2 separate regions of the Macaca mulatta genome follow, and region 1 is linked to region 2. A link is a contact called in public Hi-C data. All regions are on one chromosome and are shown on one strand. Each heading gives the region's core, a stretch centred on a gene start, on an enhancer-like site or on the middle of the called end of the contact. The rest is flanking DNA. Distances are from core to core; before and after follow the strand shown.

The links. Hi-C and Micro-C count contacts between places; a contact is called where the count stands out from the background.
Region 1: a Hi-C map of CD4 T cells shows a contact between it and region 2, with 4 times the contacts expected there. The contact joins the promoter of H2AZ1 here to the promoter of LOC144340815 in region 2. A contact is called at or near these places in 6 of 14 Hi-C or Micro-C datasets (CD4 T cells, blood, cortical neurons and 3 more).

Annotation. Positions count from the first base shown.
Region 1 is chr5:109,265,696-109,271,568 of T2T-MMU8v2.0, forward strand. It overlaps H2AZ1 (H2A.Z variant histone 1), which reads right to left and starts at 3,943. Exons shown (of 5, transcript NM_001193550.1): 1 at 3,885-3,943; 2 at 3,377-3,454; 3 at 2,985-3,098; 4 at 2,522-2,651; 5 at 1,803-2,241. The coding sequence starts at 3,887. The coding sequence ends at 2,180. DNAJB14 (DnaJ heat shock protein family (Hsp40) member B14) reads right to left here and starts at 346. Exons shown (of 7, transcript XM_015138877.3): 1 at 176-346. The coding sequence starts at 279.
Region 2 is chr5:109,210,283-109,216,052 of T2T-MMU8v2.0, forward strand. LOC144340815 reads left to right here and starts at 3,005. Exons shown (of 4, transcript XM_078002026.1): 1 at 3,005-3,253. The coding sequence starts at 3,005. It overlaps LAMTOR3 (late endosomal/lysosomal adaptor, MAPK and MTOR activator 3), which reads right to left and starts at 3,103. Exons shown (of 7, transcript NM_001257535.1): 1 at 2,921-3,103; 2 at 2,542-2,587; 3 at 572-606. The coding sequence starts at 2,550. DNAJB14 (DnaJ heat shock protein family (Hsp40) member B14) reads right to left here. Exons shown (of 7, transcript XM_015138877.3): 7 at 4,829-5,770.

The DNA.
Region 1 (5,873 bases), core at 2,693-5,192, 56 kb after region 2:
GGGGCCGGGGCCAGGGCGGGGGTGTGTCGAGATGCTCCCCACCGGCCTGGGGCTGGGGATGGCTCAGGCAGGCCGGGGCTCCGCAGGCTTCCAGGAGGGGCCGAGGTGGGGGCAGGGGAGGGCTACGCGGTGCTCTGGGGATTGGGCAGGGAGAGAAGGGACGCTGAGGTCTCACCGCGGGCCGAGGGCAATGGGTAGAGCTTCTCGGCTTTCTGCAGGAAGCGCTGGGCCTTCTCGCGGTTGCCGGCGTTCAGGGCCTCCCGGGCGATCTCGACACATTTCTCAGCCTCATCCCTGTTCCCCTCCATAGCTTGCTCCTTCTTCCGTTTCCTCTCGCAGCGCAGCTAAGAGGGGCGGAAGCCGCCGCCGCGGAGGAGGCGAGGCGGACCGGCTGGGGGCGTGCGGCGGCCGGCTGGGAGGAGCGCAGGGGACCGCGGCAGCGGCGGCGACGGCCCGGGCTGACGGGCGGGCCTCGCAGCTCCGCCTCCTCACGGCGGCCTCCCCGCCCCCCGCGAGCCCCTAGGGTGCTAGCCGCATCCGTCCCGGCCCAGGACCAAGCTGCTGGGCCCGGACATCCGAGCTGACTTGGTGGTCCGCGCACGGCGCCGGTAGGCTAGAAGCTTACCTGCCCGCGAGGCGGGCAATGGCAGCCGGGCTGCCCATCGCGGAGTGGGGGGTTCCGCCCCGGACCCGATTGCCGGCATTGGAAGCGCCCTGCCCTGTGACCTCCGGGCACGGCCCTCGCAGATGGGGGCAGGAGGACGGGATGGCGGAAGGGGACACTCGTTTTCAGTTAATTTCCCAGGCTTGGAGGCCCCGCTTCTGAGCCCCTCAAGCGAGGGAGGATGCGGTCAGGTGAGGACCAAGGTGTCAGTCAGTCCAGTCTCAGCACTTCCGGGACATGTTAGAGCGTCGTTTCAACCTAATCTTAGGGCTTGTACGACAGCCTTATTTCAGCTGCACATTTTTTTCTGACCCAGATGTCAGGCTATCCAAAGTACAAAGCAGTTTAATTTGTAGCTTGCAACGAGTGGTGCAGAGCGGCCCTAATCCTGTGTATTCAAAACAAGGGAGGAATCAGCCCCTCAAGTGTTGCCCTAACGAAAGCAAACTTTTGATTTCACCTTTTCCTTCCCATTTGGGTAACATTACCACTTGGAAGTACGGTGTCATGTTAGTCTTCACGGTGAGGGTGGGGGTGAATGTTATGTGCAGTTTTAATTTTTTTAAAAAACATGACAAACTGTGGAAACGATCTGCTCAACCCAACAAGGTAACGATTTTTACAAAATGCTGTGAGCCAAGCTGTTAATTCCAACTACCACCAGAACTCGGTACTTTCAAATAAGAAAGCCTGCTTCTCTTCAATAAAATGGAGATAGTATATCCCCAATGATGTTACTGAGCACTTAACAATTTCAATTTCAGACTTCAAAGCAGGGCCTAGCACGTAGCACTATTAGCTTCAGAGTTTAAATTCGGAGTTCATTATGTGGATATACAGGACATTCCTACCTATTCTCTCCCTCCCCAAGTCCACCACACTAACAGCATACTAGTGCAGTGCTGTCACACAGCAAGCAAAGTCAATGCACAAACTGAAATGCTCCCACTCCAGCTCCTGACAACTTTTTAAATTAAAACTTTAGTAGCTTATTATATAACATTAAAAATATATACTTGGTCTATCTCACTTTGTTGATCTAGATTTGACAGGTCAGTCACAAAGAAATGTGCTTAGTTATTGCTGCTAGATATTCAAAACAAATTCATATTACAATCAAGCCAATTTAATACACAACTAGTTTGGGATATGACCTTTATTGAGCTTATCCACCAGAGTGGAAATAATGTCTGTACAAAACCAAATGTTTGTTACTATAACTTCTGCATCACAATTAAAATCCAAACAGTTTTTTAAAAACAGTCAACTCAATCAAAACCCACTACTTCAGAATCAATAGCTTCTTTGAAGCCACAGTAACACTTAAATATGGTTAAGACTCGAATGCAGAAATTTGGTTGGTTGGAAAGCTAATTAAACTTCCAACTTGCTCAAATAGAATTACAAAAAGGCAAAATTGTGTTTTTCACAGAGATACAGTCCACTGGAATCACCAACACTGGACAGCTGTTAGAGTATTTAGAGTCCTGAGATAACAAGGAATCCAGGCATCCTTTAGACAGTCTTCTGTTGTCCTTTCTTCCCAATCAGAGATTTGTGGATGTGTGGAATGACACCTAGGAGAGTGACAGGAATTAATTCTACTTAAGATTTTTTTTTTAAAATCACAGTATTTGAAACCAAAAAAAGTATACTGTTCAAGTATCTTTAAAAACGTGCAGCTCAAGTATGAAGTAAAAATTCAGTTATACATATGAATCAAATTTCATGATAAAACCATACTTGCATCAATGAAAATATACTTAAATTTTCTCTTCTAGAAAAACTAATGAAATTAAAGCAGCAAAGAATTCCTTCCTCTGAAGAAATTTTTAAAAATTTTAGAAGTTAACATACCACCACCAGCAATTGTAGCCTTGATGAGCGAATCCAATTCTTCATCTCCACGAATAGCAAGTTGCAAGTGACGAGGGGTAATACGCTTTACCTTTAAGTCTTTTGATGCATTTCCTGCCAGTTCAAGTACCTAGAAGGCAGAATCTAATCAGTTCCCTTCCAACTTTCCTTTGGCCAAGATTCAGAGAACAGAATAAAACCCTCACAAACGCTTATCTACCAACTGGAGTCGTTCCCCACTATCTGACTGGCAAGATATACAGGGGGCACGCAATTTTAATTCCAAGAGCAGAGAACTCAAGCTCAGTAGGATCCTTGTTGAACAGCAGCTCCCTCTAGCGTTCTCTTAGGCCTCTCGCCGCGTTCAGGGCCTGTGAGTTTTCTTGCATCACTTTCCTCCTTCCCTCTTGCCGTCTCCCCGCCCCCCAAACCTTCTCCGGATTATAGGCGTTCACCCATTTACCTCTGCGGTGAGGTACTCCAGGATGGCTGCGCTGTACACAGCGGCAGTCGCGCCCACACGTCCATGACTGGTCGTCCTAGATTTCAGGTGTCGATGAATACGGCCCACTGGGAACTTAAATTTTAAGCATACACAAACATAAATGCACAAAAATAGGAGAACTAGAGATGGGGAAATTATATGCGCGCCAAAGCAAGTGGCACGGGCGCAGCAACGCGTCCCGACATCGAAACACGTGATTCCTCCCCCCCATATTTATCGTATGGGCAGCCCAAGTCGCGACACCGCATCACCCACGCATAGACGAAACGCCCATGGAGAGCGGTGAATAACAAAAAAGGAGATGCAAAGAAAAACATCACGACTCCCAGACCGCACGAACAACTACTGACCTGCAAGCCGGCTCTCTGCGAGCGGGAAACCGCCTTTGTCTTGGCCTTTCCGGAGTCCTTTCCAGCCTTACCGCCAGCCTGCGGCGCGCACACGCCCGCGAGCGGAGGAGGAACGGAGAATATAGAATTACCAAGGCGGCGCGCCCATCCCCCACCGCGGCGCGTCCCGCCGCGAGCGCGTCCCCGCACCCCGCCGGGGTCTCTGGCCCGCGGCGCGCCGCAGGGGCGACCCCGCCCGTCCGCCCCCCGCCGCGCGCTCGCCGCGGCCGCGCGCCTCCGCCCGCCCGCCGGCCCCCAGCGGCGCTGCGCGCGCCACCCAACCGTCGCCGCCCGCCGCGAGATCCGAGGCTGCTCCGCTAGCAGCCGACAAAACACCTCCCCCCGCTCTTCTTAATCCTGTCTCCGCGCGTTCCCAACCGTCGCCACTTCACCCCCATCCCCCGTGTAACGGGTTTTTCTCCCGCCGGCAAAAACCCGCGAAGTCATCGAGCGTCTCTGCGAAGTTTACCATTTCGAATTCTGCTGAAGCTCAAGCAAGCAAGGCAGAGAAAAGGCTAATCGGACCCACGGTGAGATCCCACCACCTACTCCTTCGTCGCACCGCGATTCAAACTGCGCTGTCTCCCGCCTTCCCTGCTCCCTTTATACTGCAGAATGTTCCCTCATCCGGGAACTCGGATTGCTCATCCCACCAATGGCTGCCACCCGCCCTCGGGACGCGTCCTTGAGACTTCAGCCAATGAGCAAGCAAAGAAAAGGGTGGAGGGGCGGGCGCTTCTAAGCTCAAGCCGCGATTGGGACGTGAGGAGCGAAGCGGGGGAGGGCGGAGGGATGGGAACGGGGGAGAAGAAGGGCACCGCGGCGGGAGGGAAGAAACAGAGCAAGCTACTCTGCGGGAGCGCAGTTACCAGCCAGCTGCGGTCACGTGCCGGGGAGGAGGAGCTGAGACCTCAGGGGAGGGGCGCGCGGTAGCGCCCCGGGTCCCCTAGCAGGGCTTTGGAGACCACGTGAAGTCTCGTCCGTATCTAGCACGCAGCCCCCACCGCTCCCAACCCCACCCCCAGCGCCTCTCGGGCGGAGACCTGCGACCTGCAGCCGCCTTCCGGGGCCCCGGGCACCCTCTCCCGACCCTCTCAATCCCTGGCGGCTCTTCCAGTCTGACAGGTGGCGCGAACGCGTCCAGTGAGGGGAGGCTGAGGTTTGCCCTGACGCCTTCCTCAGCCTTAGTAGAGATTCCGTGTTTCTTCCCTCTAGGCGAATCCCCAGTCACCAACAACAGATCAGGACGGGTTGCTCCCACTTTATTTTCAGCCGGGTCTTCCACCTCTCCCTCACTACTTATGAAATCCCCCACGGAATAGTTCTGTAACAGCAAACGGTGAAGCCAAGTCACCTCACTGGTCACGAAACCCTTTTTGTTTACACTTAAGGAGCTTCTGGCGAGGCAGTATTCTTAAATCATAAACCGTATTTTTTGGAGACTACACATCAATGAGTTGTACCTGTAGCCTGATGTGTAAAGCTCATTTAGTGAAACCTCAGAGCTATTATGTGTCAACTTTTCTACAATAAATATTTTGCCACATGACAAATGTTCGGCAAATGTCGACGGAGTAACTCTGACATGATTCACAGGCAGTTACAGAGGGTCGGTGCAATGCAATCAACTGCAAATGATGAGGTTAAAATAATGATACTGTACACACAGTACTATCCTTCCAACTAGTAGATTATTAACACCTACGTATATCTCCAGCTGCTTGGGGACAGTAGTGTCTCAATCTCATTTGTAGTGTTTTAGTGCATTATACTTTTTAACATAACTGAATAGTTTCAGTGTGATGAACGTTTTGAAACATATGCTCTAGGCCAGGTGTGGTGGCTCACACCTCTAATCCCAGCACTTTGGGAGGCTGAGGCGGGCAGATTATGAGGTCAGGAGTTCACGACCAGCCTGGCCAACATGGTGAAACCCCATCTCTACTAAAAATACAACAATTAGCCAGGCGTGGTGGCACCCACCTGCAATCCCAGCTACTCAGGAGGCTGAGGCGGGAGAATCGCTTGATCCCGGGAGGCAGAGGTTGTGGTAAGCCAAGATCACGCCACTGCAGCCTGGGCAACAGAGCAAGACTCCTTCTCAAAAACAACAACAACAACAAACATATACTCTGAAGTACTTTAGATTGGGTTTCAATTGGAAAGATTTTATTGAATCAGAGGACCTCCCAATTTCTGTGAGATAAATTCTAGAGAAGAACTTCCCAAGGATTTTGACATTGAGGTTTATTATTTCTTGGAACCAAGGAACTGTTACGATGTCGATAGCAAGAGTTCATGAACCGTTTTCCTACTGATGATGTAATGATGATATATTAAGCTACAAAACCTGATATAATAGTTAACGATGGCTCCAGGGAAGCTTTGTGATATATAACAAACCAACATTAATGCCATGTCTAGTTTAGATAATACTCTGCCAGCTCTTTGCTGTGAA
Region 2 (5,770 bases), core at 1,755-4,254:
ACTTTTCTAATTCTTTAGTCTACAAATCATAACATAAATAATTACGCAACTAAGAGATGCACACTGTCATCAGTAACCAGCCACATCATTTCTTTCAAAGTATGTTGATGGTTGGTCACTGTGCATCTGTTATGCAGTTCGTGCAGAGATAGCAAAGCATGTAGTTTTGTACCTCCTTGTCTCCCAATGATAAAGTATGTGACATTTAGAAAAAGAGATAATAAAAAGAGGAAACTGGCCGACAAAGATGAAATACAGCAAAGAAATGAAAAGTAATAATGCTGGAAGTGAATTTCAAATAAAGAGTTATAGAAGAAACAGGTGACCAAGGGAATGCTGACACTATCCCTCTAGATACACAGAGAACTCAGTGAAGGCAAACTTATTGACATAAATGAGGAAAGCGGTTGTGACGAAAATTTTCCAGAGGACATGATGCTGGCAAAAAATATTCATATTAAAGGAAATCTCAGAGATACTTCAAAACATTGAAAATACACAGACAAAATACTTCATAAAATTAACATATGGCATATAGAATTTATTCAGTAACAAATTAAAAATTTCTTACCTTGGTAACTTTTTATACAAGAATCGCTTTAGGTCCTGAAAGAGAATATTAAAAAATCATGTTATAATAATAGGCCTTCCACTGTTTTCTAGATCCTGTCCTATCCAAATTTTAGGGACGTTCAGTTATCATTCATAACCTTTCTTGCTGTGTTTTATCTTTCTCTGTCTGATTTGGATGTTTACTAGTCATGCAACTTGGAGTAAGTTAACTAACCTTTTTTCCCTAAGCCTATTTCATTATTTGTTGAATAGGGCTAATATAGAACCTACATCATAAGAGTGCTGTTAAAGTTTTTTGAGAAGTTGCATGGATTAGCATACCTAGAAATGGGAAACACAAATACATTTTAGCCATAAAAATATATCATAATATTCATACTAGTGTTTTATATCCTGTTGCTATTGTGTTCACTTGAGAAGACATTATAAACACCTTTCCAGGTTCAAAGATAGACTTTCCACCATCATTTTAATGGTCTTGGGTAAGGTGATATGACTTCTGTAAGACTGCTGTCTCACATTATAAAAATATGCCTTCCATTGTTTCATTATTTGTTGAACTCACCTACTCAACAAATAATGAAACAGTGTAAGGCATATTATTATAACATAATTATTAAAATATTCTGTTTAAGGACCTAAAATAAATTATATATGACTATGTGAGGCAACAGTCTTTTTTTTTGTTTTTGAGAGGGAGTTTTGCTCTTGCTGTCCAGGCTGGAGTGCAATGGCGCAATCTCGGCTCACTGCAACCTCTGCTTCCCAGGTTCAAGCGATTCTCCTGCCTCAACCTCCGAGTAACTGGCATTATAAGCACCCACCACCACGTCCCAGCTTATTTTTTTGTATTTTTAGTAGAGATATGGTTTCACCATGTAGGCCAGGCTGGTCTCGAACTCCTGACCTCAGGTGATCCACCCGCCTTGGCTTCCCACAGTGCTGGGATTACAGACGTGAGCCACCACGCCCAGCCCAGACTTACAGAATATAAGATAAATGGCGAAGTGTGTCAAGTGTTTAACACTAAACACAGTTAAGACTAAAGAAATATAAGACTATTTTATTTTTCTAAGCTGGGGCTCACTGCAACTTCCAAGTTCTGGGCTCAAGCAATCCTTCCGCCTCACTTCCAGCATAGCTGGGACTACAGGGTTATCAATGCGCCTGGTTTTTAAATTTCTTTTTGTATAACGGGGTCTTGCTACGTTGCCCAGGCTGATCTTGAACTCCCAGCCTCAAGTGATCCTTCCATCTCGGCATCCCAAAATGCTGAGATTACAGACGAAGCCACCTCACCGGCCAGAAGATTATCTTATTTTGTCTCATTACACTCTCTCATCCCAGGAATTTCACTGACACTTGAGGTATCAATTTTGACCTCGCATGGATTAATCAGGTATCTGTTGTTTTGAGCCTCCAACACTTACTATTCTCCAAACCCGAATGATCATTTTATTTCATGTTATGACTATTGGCTTATTTTTGCTCTCATCCTACACACACACACACACCCCTCATTTTATTTCATGTTATGTTTCTAAAGAGGCATGGGTTAGAAATCATCGTAAATTGCCACAATAAACCTAATAAGATATTGTTACCACTTACTGGAAAAAAGTATTCTGGGTACATGTCCTACTGACCAAATTCTGACAGGAAAAGCAGCGAACCATCATTCAGAATTTCAAATGGTAAATACACAGAGCCTCTCTTATACCCCAGCTGGATTGGTGAGGAGGGAGAATATAATTTTCTCAGTCTCAAGCACCTTAGTGTCCTCCACCCCCATTCGAGGCAGAAACTCAGGATCCTGCAAATTCATTCATATTAGTCTCCCATTTCACATACAAGAGAAAATAATTAACTGGGATGGGTGGGGATGGGAGGATCTTCTACCTCTCCCCGCTCAGTATTCCCCTCCAAATTCCCCACTCTCCCTTCCTCTTATGTGGGGGTGTCACTCACATCCGCCATGATGAACCCCTTTCTCTCGCAGGATCAATCTCCACGCCTGGAAGAGAAACTCCCGGTGACTCTTACCTCTTTGGCTTCCTCGTCCTCCCCACCCCCAACTTAATAAGCAAGATCAGCCCTGGTCAGAACCCGGCAAAACCCCCGCGGTTCTAGGGCTTGGCCCAGCGAGCCCAGTGGGAGTCGGAGTGCCCCAACACCCCCACGGGTACTCAGCTGGCACGCCTTGCCTCAGCCCACCCCATCCCTGCCCCTCCACCCCAAAGAGCTAGGCCCAAACAAAAGAAGAGGGGGCCCTCTCCTTCTGTTTAGTCTCACCACCCGCGCCACCTCCGGGACTAGGCCTCAAACCAGGCAAAGTAGCGCCAGTTACCTGGGGTTTCTGGGTTGCCTGGTTCTCTCCGTTGTCACTTCAGGGACAGCTTTAAAGACAGGTTCCTCCTCAAGCCACCGTCACATGATTGATGACCTCTTCGGCGCTCCGGGAAGCACTTTCTACGCCGTCGCCCCACGATACTGGATTTCCGGAAGGGCCTGGCGGAAGCTTCGAGGGCGCGGCCGCCCGACGCGCCCCGCCCCTCCCCCGCCCACCGCGGGCCGCGTCTTGCGCCTGCGCCTTGTGTCACGGGCCGAGGGACGTCAGCTGTGGGGTAGAGGATTTGTACGAGATCGCTGGACCCTGAGGACCCCAGAAAATGCAAGCAAGGTTATGTGTTACAAGACATTCTTGTGCAGAGAGGGTGTATAAATGTCATTAGTTTTTCAGGGTCCGTTATCTTAAAACCTTTTCTTGTAGATGAAGTAATTTGAGGGGATGGTGTGATGAGCTGAAGAGCAAGCAACAGATTGCCTGTGATTGGAAGTATCAGGTCCACAGGTTTCTGACTTGTTTCCTAGGTTCTTGTGACTTCCCCATGGGTGCTCTTTACTCAAGGCCTTATCTAGATTGAATGGGGAGGAGCCATGGGTTTTCTGGAGCACTTCAAGCGTCTACTTTTAACATGCAGACACGGGATTACGGGTACTTTCTATGTTCCCTTTTACATCAGAATTTTTAAAAATTAGTAAGGTCTCATATAATAAATAATAATTGGAAAAAAAAAAAAAAAAAAAAAAAAAAGCCTTGCCGGGTGCGGTGACTGACGCCTGTAATCCCAGCACTTTGGGAGTCCGAGGCGGGACGATCCTTTGAGCCCAGGAGTTCCACACCAGCCTGGCAAGATAGAACCCCATCTCTACTACTACTACTACTACTAATAATAATAACAACAATAAAGAATTAGCCTTACGTGGCGTGCGCCAGGTACTCCGGAAGCTGAGGCATGAGGATCCCTTCAGCCCAGGGTTTGAGGCTGCATTGAGTGGTGATCGCCCCACTGAACTCCAGCTTGAGTGACAGAGCGAGATGCTCAAAAGAAAAGCTTCTTTAGAAATCACATCCTCTTTCAGCTACCACCCTGTTTTTCCTCTACTCCCTTTCATAGCCAAATTTTCAGAAAATTTTAGCCTGGTTTTTAATTGCTGCTTGCATGTCACAAATCTAATCAGAGTTCTGTTGATTCTACCTCCTATCTTTGAAAACTAGTCACCTATCTATGTTCGTACCCTAGTGCAAGCCATGATCATCTCTCTCTTGACAATAACCTCCTATTCTTCTTACATTCTCTTTTGCCCTCCAGTCTCCATAGAGCAACAAAAATGATGTTCTAAAAACCCAAATCGGATCATTTAACTCCTTTCTTGAAAATCAACTTTATTATAAAGTTCAATATCAGCATCATGGTTTATATATCGTTCTTATGGGGATCTGGCCCCTATATTGATTCTCTCACCTACCCTGGATTCCTTATGCTATGATCATACAAGTTTGTTTCCACTTCCATAAAGATTTTTATCACTTTACCAACTTAGCACATTCTGCCTGAGATATTTCTCTAGCATACCTTAATCCTACTAATCTCTTCTTTTGCCTTTCAGCTTAAACTCACTCTCAGAGAAGCCTTTCCTGACCCTCACTGAATAGTTTAGGCCTTCTAGATAAATGCTTTCATTGTGCCCTGTAATTTTCTTTGTAGAATTTATCATAATTATAATTATTTACTTGATATTTATTTTCTTTGCTAGATGGAAACTCTAAGGTTTTTGTCTTTCTTATTCAATGATTGATTCCCAGCACCCAGCTCACTGCCTGGGATATAGCAAGCATTGATACACTTGTTGCCTAGTTGAATGAATGAAAGAGTGGCCATATTAAGAGTATAAAACATGATAAAAACAAACATTTTACAGTGAGAACAGACCTTTTTATTAATATATTGAGATAAACTACAGAGACTGAAAGACAAAAATTCATATTTCATTCAGAACATTCATTAAAAATCAAATGCATTTACTTTGCGTTCTCACAGAAAATTTTATTTAAGTCTGATATAACATTAAATATTTTACAAATCAGACATTTCATTTTAAAATCTAATTTATAATCCTGAATGCATTATAGACAAAGTAAGCTCTCCTTTACTAGTTTCATTTAACTTATACAAGGCTTCCATTATAATTCCATCAAACCTTAAAAATTACCTGCAGCTTTTAAAAATACATAAAGTAAATGGAAAGAAAGTCTTATGCAGCAATCCAAAAACCAAAACCAGAAATTGGCAAGAAGCATTTCTTAATACAGATAAACTGCAAAATATCATTTATGTGTGTTTCTTTCTTCTCACTGGTTTAATCATCCTATTCAAAATAATTCTTTTTGAAACTAATAATTACAATACTCCAATGTCACTGAAAATCTCTGATTTTAATTGTGTACTTAAATGGCAAAGTAGAATATCAGATTGAAATGTACAGTCTTGTGCTGAAGTGAATGAGGCTTGCCATGCCAGGTGTCATCTGCTATGCAGTTACAAGACATCTTGGCAACTAGTCATCCCAGTTTTTACTAACTTACTAAACAAGGACATTTCAAGAAATACTTCTTAACCCTATATATTTCCAGATGGCTGGATATAGAAAGATATAATTATGTTTGAAGCATGGACCTTATAATAGGAATCTCTGCATTAAAATATGAAAAAGAGCAACAGAAAGAAGTCACACCAATGAAATTGTGTTGACTGATTTTCAAAGTTAGAAATAAAAATATCCACTGCTAATGGAAGCCCTGCACTGTGCAAACATAGTGTGGTATATATTAAACAATCACACATTTGAGGTATTA